2 separate regions of the Rattus norvegicus genome follow, and region 1 is linked to region 2. Evidence: chromatin contacts called from public Hi-C data. All regions are on one chromosome and are shown on one strand. Each heading gives the region's core, a stretch centred on a gene start, on an enhancer-like site or on the middle of the called end of the contact. The rest is flanking DNA. Distances are from core to core; before and after follow the strand shown. Region 1 has its middle 97 kb from the start of Serp2. Region 2 holds the start of Serp2 (stress-associated endoplasmic reticulum protein family member 2).

Region 1 (6,783 bases), core at 640-3,139, 98 kb before region 2:
CTCCTCCACTTGGGGCGAGCCTTCACACTCACCTCCCACCTGGTTTAGGCTCACACAGATCAGGTGCACGATCTTATCACTGCTGAGAGATGACGCAACTGCCTGCAGTGTCTGGAAAATCCTGACTCCTTGCCTTTGGCTCTTACATTGTTTCTGCCCCTCTGCCACAATGATCCCTGAGCTTCAGGAGGGGCCGATAACGATCAGGAGATTATCTATTATATTATTGAGAGTGATATGCGATTTAAAGACACTACATCGTCTATTAATCTCTGCACCTCGACTCAGTGCTGACTCTGTGTTAATGTTTCTCTGATGAGGGCCGAGAAGTGCAACTAAAATCTACAGGTATAGTAATATATATATATATGTCATTACAAGCCAGTTTAATAATGTACCCATTTAGCAGATTAATAGTGGGAGGTTCTCCCCGAAGAGTCTATGACCTGTGTAGTCATTGGTTTCAACATGCCTCCTCCTCAGCAAGTGAGTTCCTGTTCAAAGAGCTCCAAAGAACCCCCTCCTGGACTCAGGCAAGATCTCCATGGCAACAAGTGCAGCAAGGACTGCAACGGCTGATAAAGGATGGCTGTGACCCCAGACAGATATGCAAAGCAAGTCTAGGAGCCAAAGACAGAAAACAGGAGTTGACTGAAGAATTCTTGAGGTCACCATGCTTGTCCTGGTTACTTTGTGTCAATAAGCACACACTTAAATATATCTGGGGAAGAAAGACTCTCAAATGAGGAATTACCTCCACAGATTGACCTGTGGACATGTCTATGGTATGTTGCTGTTGCTGTTGTTGCTATTGCTGCTGTTGTTGTTGCTGCTGCTGCTGCTGTTGTTAATGACTGATGTGGGAGGCTCCAGCACACTGTGGGTAGCACCACCCCTGGGCAGATGGTCCTGGTGTGGACAAGAAAGCAGGCTGAGCAAGCCAGTAAGCAGTATCCCTACATGGTCTTTTCTTCGGTGCCTGCCTACAGGTTCCTTCCCTGACTTTCCTCAATAATGCACTGTGATCAGTACATGTAAGCCAAATAAATATTCTCCTCCCCAACTTGCTTTTGGTCATAAACTTTATCGTACTAACAGAAAGCAGACTGAGATGCTACTTGAGCAGTATAGGATAATATAAAGCATTTGCTGATATCACATGTATTAGTCTCCATACTTGAGGCAAGCCTCCTTAACAAAAGAAACGGCCACACCTAGAGCTGATTACATGGTACAAGAGGGATGTGCAGAACAGGAGAGGGTCGGACACACGTGGGAGAAGAGGACCAGCAGCTGGCCTGACAAAGATTCCATAAATATAAGCAACAAACTATTTTTCCCATTTACAGATTTCTATGAATATGTTGAACGCCAAAGGTGGAAAATCCTCAGTGCAAGTTTAGTCATTGCTGATAATTCCCGATACTTGTCCCATGTAGTCGGAGTTGAAGATCTCCAGGTCTGCTCACAGGTAGACCATACGGTGGTCTCATCTAGGGAGATCTTTAACAAACTCAACAAACATACCAGCACAAATGTAGGTATGTCCTCTCCATGCTGATGGCTCGGGTCCAACTTGCGGAACATCACACACACACACACACACAAACACACACACACAGAGAGAGAGAGAGAGAGAGAGAGAGAGAGAGAGAGAGAGAGAGAGAGAGAGAGAGAGAGATTGAGTCTATGGAAATAGTTCAAAGCTCATAAAGCTGCATGTGGTGAATAACTCCCTGTATGTCTTCTTGCTGAAACTGACTCGGACCATACTGTTGCGTACAACACTGTCTTTTCTGAGTGTCTTGCCTACGCTACCCTGTACGTGAAGTGACTCAATTCTCCCACTACTTTCCTCAATTTAATTTGCTGCACCGCCTCCATGCGTGCCAAGCTTCGTGATGTCATTAGCCCTTCCCCGGTGTGAATACGATCACAAGAGTGGGTGCTGTGATTGTGCCTTGTAGTACTGCTAAGTTGATCATCTGCTTCTTCTGTTAAATAAAACCTATGATTTTGTTCCTATTGTGAAGGAGGATCTACTATAACATTACAACACTCTGCAGAGAGCTAATGGGTCCCTGGTGGCATCCTCCTATCTGTCCAACTTCTTATGGTTTGTTCTGAAGGAGGGTCAAGCCAGTCACTGCCAGAAACCTTGAAGAAATGCAGCTCCTAGACCACCAGGATTAACTACATAGAAGAAGGCACTGTTATTGTAAACGTCCCTCTATGCATCATGATGGAGGAATTCATAGGAAGCCCAGGGTCAGTAGATGACCTACCTCTGCTCCCAGCAAGCCTCCCCCAAGCCTTGCTCTGGTGGCCACACTTGGCAGTCCCCAGGAACCTTGAGATACTAGGTAAGAAAAGCCATTCATTAGTGAGTCGTTTTAGAACTGGCCTGTCTTGAGTTATTTTATTTACATATGTGTACATATATAGAGATATGTCTCAGTCACTTTTGCATGAGCAATAACACAAAGTGTATGCACACCGGTCTACAGCTGCTCTCTAGAGCTTGTCATCTTGTAGAGCGGTAGTTCTCAACCTGTGGGTCGCAAACCCCCTTGGGGGCTTGCATTTCAAATATTCTGCATACCAGATACTTACACTATGACACAAAATAGTAGCAAAATGATCATTATGAAGAGGCAACGAAATGATTCTATGGTTGGGGGTCATCGCAACATGAGGAACTGGACTTACGGATCGGGTCGTGGCGATAAGAAGGTTAGAACCACTGTGGCAGAGCCTGAATGCTGAGCTCCCTTCAGACGGACGGACTCTCTGTGGCCCCCTCCCTCAGGCTTTTCTTTCTGCTTTGTGTTTCAGAGTCGTCTGTGCTAAGGGCCCCTCCTATCCCTACATGAGAGGATCTATACAGTCATCACTTTTCTGTGACTTGACTCATCCCACTAAGTATAAGTCCTCACAGTCCGTCCATGTTGTAAGGGGCAGAATTGCCTGCCTTATGAAAGCTGAAGATTATTCCATTAACTGTATACGTCACACACTTCTCCCACCCTTGCTCTCTGCCAAATACTGTAGTTCCTTCCATATTTGGGTTATTATAAGTAAAGATGCTATGAACATGGGCATAGTCAATGGATTCTTTCTGAATTGTTTGGGTTCTGTGTTTTGTAGATTTGCTAAATCCCTGCTTAAGCCTGGGAAAAATTGCCTCTAGGATTTGATGGCCACTTCCCCCCCCCCTCTGTTGTACAATTTCATATACTTTCTGTTCCAGGCATGGGCACAAAGCTACACAAGGGTGAGATTTTAATGGGGTGCCTGACTGACTCGCTTCAGTGGAGGAGAGCTGAACAGGCCTTTAAGGTCATTTCTTTAAGGTGCAGGTCTGTTATGGCAGGATCGAACCATCCAGCATGCCCTTTGGTGGGCCCTGCTTCTTCCCATGCCAGCTCCCCCCTTATCTGTTCTACAAATGCTAAGCTGTGGTTCTTGTGACTGATAAGGGCCACCCAAAGTTAGCTGATATTGTGGATAGAGCCTGTCATGCTCACTTGAAGTCTTCCCTGTGAGTGACACGTTGAAATGCACTGTACCTCTTATGGAGAAGGACTGAACATGCCACCATCTAACAGCTACCCAAACTGACATACACCCAAACAGGCACATACATGGACACATGCGTGTGCATGCACCATATCCCATCTCCCTCGGATACCCAGGGAGAGCCTGGCTTTTCCAAGCCCTGTAGTCCCCTCTGTGCAGTCCTGGTACCAGCTGAAGAGCTCATGGGAAAGTGGAAGGGAGAGGTGGTAGCATCAGCTCTTTAAAGATGGCGAAGATCACAGCGAGTGCCCTTTTTCCTAGACAAAGAAACCAGGGCTAGAGGAAGCAGCTCAGGGCAGACAGACTGAATTCCCAGTGAGTGGTTCCTTCCTTCACCTATGTGTGCAGCCAATGGGAAGAGTAAACCTGGCTTATGAAAATGCTTTTCAAATGACAAACATCATTGCTTGTTTGAAACCCAGCCTAATAAAAACAACTTTCTCCTCTGAGACATTGCTCACAGCTCTTATACCTGCCAGGTAGGATTCAGTCTTAGGAACAGATGGGTAAACCTAGCCACTAGCTCCATTCTGCCTGGCCTGCGACATGTCCAGGCTCAGAAGGCTGCTCCATCAAAGGACTCTGGAGTCCTGAAGCCGGGCTTGTATCTGCCTCACCTCCTGCTCTGAGAAGAGCCAGTTCTCCAGAGCAGCTGCAAGTGTCCACTCAGTGCTTCCAAGTGAACCCCATTTTCATTTCAATCCATTCCCTGAGAGCAGTCAGAGACACTGGCAAGCATGACCTGCACTGCAATGGGGGGGGGGGGGGACAGAAGGGAGGGTCCTGGCCGCCTACACACTCCTCAAAATAAGGGATGGAAATGTCAGCAGCAGGAAACTCTCTTTAGGAGGAAACTCAAGTGCCTGCCTTTCCTGTTCTATCATGAACTCCCAGTAATAAAATTCTGCTAAAAATAGGTTTTCTTCAGATCTCTCAGCTTACGTTTCTTAATCTCTTCCTCTAAGCTTGGAAGAATTAAACACTGCCCCCAACCCCATCCTCCTGCCAATGCTTCCCACGTCAATCGGGAAAGTGAAATCGTAACATCGTTTTTCTTTCAGTTATTCATCCATTTACAAGACTGTAAAGCCTACATTCACATAACTGTTGGGATTCTATCCCACAAAAGAGTTTTTACCATGAAAAAAAGAAGTAAATCACAACCTTTACCTTGGAGGATAACAGCAAGAAGAAATGTGTAAAGGTATTTGGCTCCACTGCATCTAAAGGGAGACTTGATAAAACCCTCCCACTTCTATCTAACAAAGTTCTTCTCAAGTCCCTGTTCAGCTTTAACTGTCAACTTGACAGGGTCTAGAGTCACCTGAGAAGAATCTCAGTTGAAGCATTTTGTAGATCAACTGGCCTGTGGGTATTTCTATTGGGGGTCGTCTTGCTTGCTTTTTTTGATACAGTAGTGCTCAGCCCACTGAGGGCAGCATCATTCCCTTGGCAGGTGATCCTGGGCTGTATAAGAAAACCAGTGAAGGATAAGCCTGGGAACAGACTAAAAACAGTATATCCCCACCTTTTCTGCTTTGTGTTCCTTTTGAGCTCTTGCCCTGACTCCCTCAATAATGGACTGTAACCTTATCAACTCAAATAGAGTCCTTTCTAAGTTGTTCCTGTTGACAGGGTTTTATCACAGTGATGGAGAAGAAGCAGGAATACCTAGCATCTCTGAACTCCCACAAGAGACTCTTAGGGGTAAATCACTGTCACAGATGCTGTACTTACTGGCCGGGTGCTGTACCCCAAAACTAAACTAAGGTGATAAGAAGGCCAACAGTCCAAGGGTCGACTGTTTACAGTGAGACTGCAAAATATAAAAAAATATATATATCGCACTGTCATGGAAAGGCCACAAAACATCTGAAGAACTATTCTCTAAAGGAGCCTAAAGAGACATGACAATGACTGGCTTGCATTAGATCCTGCCATATTTTTAATGTTCATAAAATATAGTAATGGGGGTAAAGAATTGAACGCAAGTTGCATATTAAACAGTGTTTTGTATAATTGTGAAATCTTTTAGTGGTAAAGGTATACTGCTGCTCCATAGACGACTGCCCCATTTCCTAGAACTTGGAATCTGAAGTATTTGGAGATGAAAGATTGCAAAGCCTACAACCAACTCTCAAGCAGTTTGACAAATTCAAACACCAGTGTGCACAGTCTCAGGTTTCTACTGCTGTGACAAACCATCATGACCAAAAGCAACTTAGGAAGGAATGGATTTATTTCCATTTACAACTCCTAGGACATACTCCATCACTGAGGGAAGTCAGGCATGAACTCAAAATAGCGATCTGGAGACATGAACTGAAGTGGAGACTATGGAGTAGTTCTCCTTACGAGCTTACTCCTCATGGCTTGCTAGGTCTGCCTCATTATATCCCTGAGGACTATAAGCCCAGGGTGGTATCTACCACAATAAGCTGGTCCATCCCACACTAATCATCAATCAAGAAAATGCTCCACAGGCTTGCTCATAGTCCAGTATAGTAAGAGCATACTTTTAATCGAGGTTTGTTCTTCCCAAATGACTCTATCTTGTGTTGAGTTGACAAAAAAAAAAAAAAAACTTGCCAGGACATAGACACGCATGTATATGTGTGTATGTGTATACGTACATGGAGAAAAAAGTATTATAAGATATTAAGATTGGTGATTCAAAGTCGAAGGTATATTACTGCTTTCTTCCGATTTTTAATGATTAACTATTTTAAGAGAAAAGTTGGGAATATAGACTTTGTTGCAATTCTAAATTCTGTTCTGCCACAATCACTCTGCAGTGAAAAATACTCATGCAAGAGTCTATTTTAAATATTCAAGTAGAGGGGGAGTGAAGGTCATCAAGTCAGTTGCCAGTTTACTCAGCAAACACTGAACACCGCTTCTGTTCACACACAACTGAGACCCCATTACATACATCACTTGTTAAACAGTAAAATTCTTTTATTGTTTTATATACATTGCACAGTATATCATACTGTTTTATATATTTTTCATTCATTAAACAGTCTATATTTAGCATATGTTCACTGGCTAACAAAAGGTGGGGAAGGATATCGGTACAGACCTGAAGGTAAGAAGCCCTAAGGAGAACCTAGAGCACCCCAAAACTTCTCCTTAAAGATAGCCACCTGATCCCTTGGCAAGATCGGCAATAGTCAATCCTGTGCTTGGTAGCCTGAGGCTGAT
Region 2 (7,156 bases), core at 2,508-5,007:
AACTCCCCTGACAGAAATTATATTAATTTCACTAGCAAGAACCTAATTCCACAGTATGGTAATAGAGCAAAGCCCAACGTGCTTCCCCTGCTCTTTCATGGTCAGCAGGACTTTCTGACAAGTGAGAAAGGGGGCTACTTCAACACTGGCAAAGCAAGTCTGGAGTGAACACCAAACCAGTGGCCCCTAATTCAACTCGGCTCTCATATGGACACCATAAACCTGGAGGTAGCCTTCAACCCCACAGGTTAAGGCCTCAGTCCCCAAGCCTGCCCTGCTTCAGATGCCAGTCCCAGTCAGTCCATCATACATCTAAGCAACAGGGCTGTAGATGTAAAGACTGAGGCTCCCACGGTTCCCTGCAGTCTGACTAATGTGATGGTTCATTTGGATTATGAGCCTGACATGGTCTAGATTATCTAGAAGGCAAACCTCTGGAAGACTGAGAGACTTTCTAGATTGGGTTAACTGAAGTGGTAAAATCCATCATCCTAACTGTGGGCACCACCGTTCCACTGGCTGTGATTCCAGACACAGAAGGAGGAGAAACTCCACAGAAGTAGCATAGCTTGTTGCTTCCTTCCCAGATGCTGTGACCATCTTCCTCAAGCGCCTGATGCCAGGATAGCTGGCCATGATGACTTACTCTTTAACTGTGAGCCCAGACAAACCCTTCTTCCTGACTTTGCTTCTGTCGGTTATTTGGTTGTAGCAATGAGAAGAGTAACTAACACAAGCAGTTCCCTAGAACATTTCAGAGAGCTCAGGAAAACACGGAGCATGTTATAAAGGTTTACAAAGCAGCAGATGAAAGAGAAGCAAAGGTCAGGGTAAGGGAGCAGGCCGGTTTCACCATCTGTGAGCCTACCATGCTTGGCCACCCAGGGACTCGCTCAATGAAATATTTTAAGGATTCTATTAAATCTTTATTACTCTGATGTGGTTGGTTGCATCATTGGTTTGGTAATCAACTCAACTTGTGGCCATTCTTCCTTCTCTGGGGGTTTGGAACAGGAACAAAAGTCCCAACTCAAGTCATGCTTTGGTCTTTCTAGTGACCATTCTCCATCTATAAGCTACTCAGGACCCCTTCAACCCGAGTGCTGTTTAGCAAACAAAAGGCATTCAGGTTAATATAGAGATTTCAAGGTTGGAGAAGCTTGCCAGGAAGGAAGTACAGTTACAATAATGATATACTCCCCAATATCACATAGTTATACCTGCAAAGGTGCATAAAATTACATGCACAGAGATGCTTTACTGGGGGTTGTTCAACCAATAAAGATATTATTGTTCAACGAAGGGTGTTGGTAACCACCTACCAATGGCACTGTCCGATATATCACTATATATTCATATTGTGGGGGCAAGTGTAAAACAGGGGTTACTGTATAGAGTTACAACAGAGCTCTTGATACATTAAGCACGGAGACAGCAAGGTGACAGAAAGGCATCACTCCATTTGCCTTGGTAGTTTTGTTTTCCTTGTAAAGTAGGGTCTTCATATATAGCCTAGGCTGGCCTTAAACAGAGACTCCCCTGTGTCAGCCTCTGGAATGTGGGAATAGATCTTCATTGCCACACTCTGCTTCTATTTGAACTTTTGAAGGGAGTCTAAAAATGGGCAGGCTGATGACAGATAGGTGGGTAGGTACATAGATAGATAGATAGATAGATAGATAGATAGATAGATAGATAGATAGATAGATAGATAGATATAGATGCTAGATAGATGACTAATTGAATACTAGGAAAGCAACTTGGAAAATGCGGGAATAGAGGGTTTTTCCCTGGACTTTTCACTGTGAACAGGTCCTCTATTTAATTAAAACTAATTTAAAATGTCATAAAGTAAAAATTAAAGGCATAAGATTGTTCCCTAACAAACAAAACAAAGAACAAGAAATAATAAATTTCCCTCAATAAGGTTGCCTCTGTGGAGCTAGGAATACTGCTTGAAGTCTCAAAGTAGAAACAGCCTTTCAACCTCACTACTCTGAATGTCCCCCTGAGCCTGGTCTCTCGTCAGCTTCAGTGAGAATTGGCCCTTACTCTGCCTAGTTACTGAAGTAACTGAGGGACAGACAGAAGCACCCATGGGTCTTATATAATAGCCCTTCTCAGGAGGTAGAGATGCCCAAACACTTCCCCTACATAAAAGTCAGTGGTCCTTAAAAACAGGGACCAGAGAAGTCTCAAATGGTCCTGTGATGTTGGTGGCTGTTCATAATGTTTATGAAGCCAGTAGTTGGTCATTCAAGTGAAAAGATTTCTAACCAGTTGATAGAAGGGTGTATGGGCTGGTTTTGTCTGACTTGACCCAAGCTAGCGTCTTCAGAGTGGAAGGTTCATCAGCTGAGAAATGTCTATGAGATCCAACTGTAAGGCGTTCCCTTAAGTATGGAATGAAGGGGAAGGGCCCAGCCCATGGTGGGTGGTGCCGTCCCTGAGCTGGTGGTCCTAGAGTCTATGAGAAAGCAGGCTGAGCAAGCCAGAAAAAGTAACCAGTCAGCAGCACCCTCCATGGCCTCTGCATCAGCTCCTGCCTCCAGGTTCCTGCCCCCAGGTTCCTGACTCCAAGTTCCTGCCCTGTTTGAGTTTCATCCCAACAACAGAAACCCAAACTAAGACAAATGGTATCAAAAGAGCTCTTCCTAGCTTCCTACCACATAAATTCTGCCCATACCAGAGCCCATTGAAACAGCCTCCAGATGTTTGGAGGATGCTGGAAGATAGGATGAGAGATGTCTCAGCCATATCTGGTCTACACAGCTCTCGTTCCTCGCTCTGTAGTGTTATTTTGTGTTGCCCTAACCCTGGATCACCTCTTCCCGCTTCCCCAGATTTTCCTCCTCCTGGGCTCCAAGGAGCCTGTTTGCTATGGAAAGATGAGCAGTTAAGCTCCTCCTTTACTAGCTACAGCTTGGTGTCAGCATCTGGAGATTCAAACATTGGTTTTGTCCTTTTACTGAATAGCAAATCCCAGTACTTGTCTGGGAGACCACACACAGTAGCTGAGAAGGTCCAAGATGCCCCAAGGCAGTGGTGGTGGTGGTGGTGCTGGTGGTGGGAGTTCAAGCTTGGTCAACACTTTGGCTATGGGTAGTGACCATCAAAATCTTCCTGTGCCGTAGGCTTACTATCTCTTCGCCCTTTATGGTCCACTCAGTTGTTTCGCGGTCAATCTACTAGTGTGATGCCCACCACTACCAAGGTGAGAAGGCCTGGTCCAACTCGACCCTGAGGCTTTCCGGCTCCTCTTCCTATGTCACAAAGGGTCTCTTCGCACAACCCTGTAGAAAGTGCCAAAGTGGGGTTTCCTCAGACACCTAAAGGGCAGGTTCCTTCAGGGTGTTTCCCAACAGTACTACCCAAACCTGGTCAGGCTCAATTTGCTTTCTGAGGCTCAGCGCTCACTACCTAGGGTCTAGCCTTCAGCTTGAAGCACCAGTGCCCCAATCCCTGCCTGGCCCGAGGTGGTCATGAAACAGTCAGAGGTCACCAGGCTGGGTGCGGCTGCGTCCCCACCCCCCACGCACGCACAAACGCCCGGTCGCCCGAACCCTATGCCCCGCAGCGTTCGATCTCAGGACCCGGACACCCTGGGCCACGGTGCCCTTGGCTCGGCGCGCGGCGCTGTAGCAGCGCCCGCCTCCCGCTTCCCGCCTCCTGCCTCGGTGGCCGCGTAGGGTAGGTAGCTGGGGGGACCGGAAGGATGGCGAGGAAGTCGGAGAGGGTTTCCTGAGATGAGAGATTACTTCCGTCCGCGCGCTGGCCTCTCTCTGGAGCCGGCTGGCTGGGGCTCGGGGAGCGGGGTGTGCGGGGCTCGGCCGCGCCTTGCCACCTGCAGCGCCCGGGCAAGCCGCGGGGCCTTGCGGCTACGGCTCATCCCGGCCATCCTTGCAGGTGGGAGTCGAGAGCATCTCCAAGCGCCCAAGCCATGGTGGCCAAACAGCGGATCCGGATGGCTAACGAGAAGCACAGCAAAAACATCACCCAGAGGGGAAACGTAGCCAAAACCTTGGTAAGGCGGGGGCGGCGCCGGCCGGGCCGAGCTGGCAGGACCCGCGGGGCGGAGCGGGGCGGAGCGGGCGGGCCACGGGCTCCGAGCCAGGCCTCCCAGCCCCTCCTCCGGGGTCCCGCAGGCTGGGGGACCCAGCCGGGCTCTGGGGGCGCAGACTGCTCTGCTTTCTCATGGGCGGAGAGGGCTCTGGTTGGTGGAGCCTCTCCAGAAGAGAATGAGCCATCGTCCTTGAAAAAGGCTAAAAGCTGCATCTTAAGGGGCCAATGAAACCAACTGGGCTAAAAGCCTAGTAGGTGAATGAATGAATGAATGAATGAATGAATGAATGAATGAGGGAACGAACGAATGATAGAATGCCACTTATCCCCAGTTCTAGACTCCGCCCCTGGACCCTCCCTACCCCCATGCTAAGGTTTTCTTTCCACCTTTTTTTGTCTCTTCTCCCTGTATGTACATACTGAAAGGATTTAAAGTAGGGCGTGAGTTTCCGAGCTACATTTCGCTCCACCCTCCTCTTTCTCTTCGTTACTGCCTATCGTTCACCCTATAGATTCTGGCTCATTATGATGCTGTAACTGTAGAGACCATCTTATTGCCCGGGGTTCTTTGCTTCCAGACTGTGTATTAAAGCTTTACCCCTGGAATCTTAAGTAAGCTATGTACCGTAAGTGCAGAGGTTTCCTTAAGGAAACCAGGTTGTCTGTTACAGAAAACGTCAGGCCTGTGACTTTGAACCATCCAAGGCTTGAGTGGGTTGCATCGGATTCGAAGAACTGGTTTGCAAAGGCGCCTGGAATCTATTATCCCCTAAGATTAAGGGGAAGTCCAGCCGAAGCTTGGGGTTTGTCTGGAAACGCAGACTTGATGAGGCAATGCCTTTTAGCAAAGACATTATGTTGGTTTGATTAACTGAGGGAAAAGCTGGATATGTAGTCATCACACCGGAATCCTTGTTAAACCAAGCAGAATTGTGGCAGAGAAGCCATGACGTCAAACTCCACTCAGAGCTTTATACACAGTTCCAGGCTTAAGTAACCCTTAAAATTCCTTCTTTGGGGAACTAGAGCATTTAGCTGAGATTAGAGGAGACAAAATGCCAAGGCACCATAGAATGGGAACCACATTTTTCGCAGGGTTCTGTTTCCCCCATGAGGTTTTACTGGGTGGGGGTGGGGCGCCACTGCCCAAGTTGACATTAAAGGCAATTATTTTATGCTCCTAGCAGTTCATTTCTTCCTTCTCAAGGTGGCAGACCCATCTGCTGACATAGTGGAAATAAGTAGACGTGGTTCTTCCTAATGAGTGAAGGAAACCGAGTTCAGAGGTAAAATGATCTCAGCTGACAGCTTCTGTGGGGGCCAGGGCAAGGACTCAAGCACTGAGTTATCTGCAAGGCTGTTTTCCCCATTGGCCTCCATAGACTTGAGAGAATGTTGAGGGCCTAAAACAAAGAAAAAAAATTGTTGGCTTCAAAATAAGAAAATAAAACAGGAAAAGGCTCTGTAGTGGATGTAACCAGCCATCTGCAATCCAACACAACTTTCCCAGCTACATTAAATCCCATTTAATGTATGGTATAAGTGCACTTAAAAGGTTCTGCTGTACCACGGATGGCCCTCCTCAACAATGCTGTGGCGCCTACGAGGACCTGTAACTGACCAGACTAAATTTGTAATGGAAGGCTTCAAAACCAAGCCCCCATAAACTGCTTCCAGTTGTTTTGAGGGGGCGTTTGGTTAGTCACATTGTAAGTGGATCAGCATCCAAAAGGAAAACAAATTTTTTCTCTGTAAATCCTGAATCTTCTTGTTTTAATTACAAGTCAAATGTGGTTGTACTTTGATAGAAGTTTCTAGGTTATTTCTCCGCCAGTGAAGTGAGCCAATTCAAGCCAGATTAGATTAAAGACAGGTTGACTGGGAAGCGGCTCTTGGTCAAATTCACTGGCCCCACGGAAGGAGACTACTGAAGTCACCATAGGGTGGTGGGGGAGAGAAAGGGGGCATGCAGAAGAGAAGAAAACGAGAGGGAGACCGAGAGGAGACCAAAATAGGAGAGAGGGAGAGGGAGGGGATAAGGAAGAGGGAGAGGGAAGGGGAGGAAGTGAGGGAGAGAGAGAGAACACCAAAATGTCTGGATATAAGGAAGAGCCTCTGGGAGAAGGACAGCCAGGCCCAGCCTCTGGCCTGGCAGGGTTGGGGGCAGGAAGAGACTGAGGGATGCCTCGGGACCTGGAGGCCAAGGTGCTTTGATATGTAAAATGTGCACCTCAGTCCCTTGTCTGCATCTGAGGCCAAACATTAGTAACTAATCCTGTGTAGACTTAAGTAAATGGGAACAGATTTGCAAGTTCCAGTTGAAAAAACTCAAGCTCACTGTTCAGAAGTCAGCCTCTGTCACTGTATGTGGCGGATGCTTGTCTTTCATGATTAGCTAATGGCTTTTGGGTAAACAAATGTTTTCCTCCCAGATTGATGTAAGAAACAGAAAATGAAGGGTTGTTGTGGGAGGGGGAGGGTTGGACAGTAGGAATTCCTCCACAATGTAAGGGAATTTAGGTTGCAGAATTCTGGGCTGCCCTGCAAGGATTTTATCAGAGAAAAAGACAACCCTTCACATGTTGGGCCCTCATGTTTGAGGTGAATCACTGTAGAGACACCTTTTCCTCTGTCGTTTGCAGCAGTACAATGGTGCTCGGGTGGGCTGTACTGGCACCCCATTGGCACTTTCCAGGAAAAATTAAGACTCTCTAAAGGGGATGTACTGGCGTTATGATCAGTCGTGTGCTCCAGGGCTCTGAAAGTCCACAACTGATTTCCATTCACTGGGGAATGTCTTCCAAAAGGGTTTTGTATTATGTACACCGGGCTATGAGATGATAATTTGGGCTGTAGGTATAAAATACAGGACTCCACTTGGCATCCTTAGTAGCCAAGTGATTCATATAGAGACCCGTGGGTTCCCTTATTTGATTTGCTGGGAATCGAGCTGAGGCAAATGTTTTCATACTGTGTCACGAGTTACAACAGTGGCAACGCAATTGGTTTCTGAGAGAAACTAGGACAGTAAGGTTCTAGAAGAGAGCCGGGACGGGCAGATGTCACACTCTGCTCAAGTGACTTTAAAATCTGT

What was found. A called contact is a pair of places that touch in the nucleus more often than the background predicts.
Region 1: a contact with region 2 is called in a Hi-C map of prefrontal cortex, with 1.9 times the contacts expected there. The contact joins the enhancer-like site here to the promoter of Serp2 in region 2. A contact is called at or near these places in 2 of 12 Hi-C or Micro-C datasets (frontal cortex and prefrontal cortex).

What each region holds. Positions count from the first base shown.
Region 1 is chr15:58,406,622-58,413,404 of GRCr8, reverse strand. No RefSeq gene overlaps it. Among named protein-coding and RNA genes, the nearest start is that of Serp2, 97 kb to the right of the region's middle. Within about 2 kb of position 1,889, at least 10 of the 93 cell types and tissues checked have an H3K27ac peak or open chromatin away from gene starts, as enhancers often do. A contact at or near this core is called in prefrontal cortex, where this site is marked.
Region 2 is chr15:58,309,825-58,316,980 of GRCr8, reverse strand. It overlaps Serp2 (stress-associated endoplasmic reticulum protein family member 2), which reads left to right and starts at 3,757. Exons shown (of 3, transcript NM_001394792.1): 1 at 3,757-4,024. The coding sequence starts at 3,941. LOC120097114 (a long non-coding RNA gene) reads right to left here and starts at 3,531. Exons shown (of 2, transcript XR_005494361.2): 1 at 3,421-3,531; 2 at 2,952-3,293.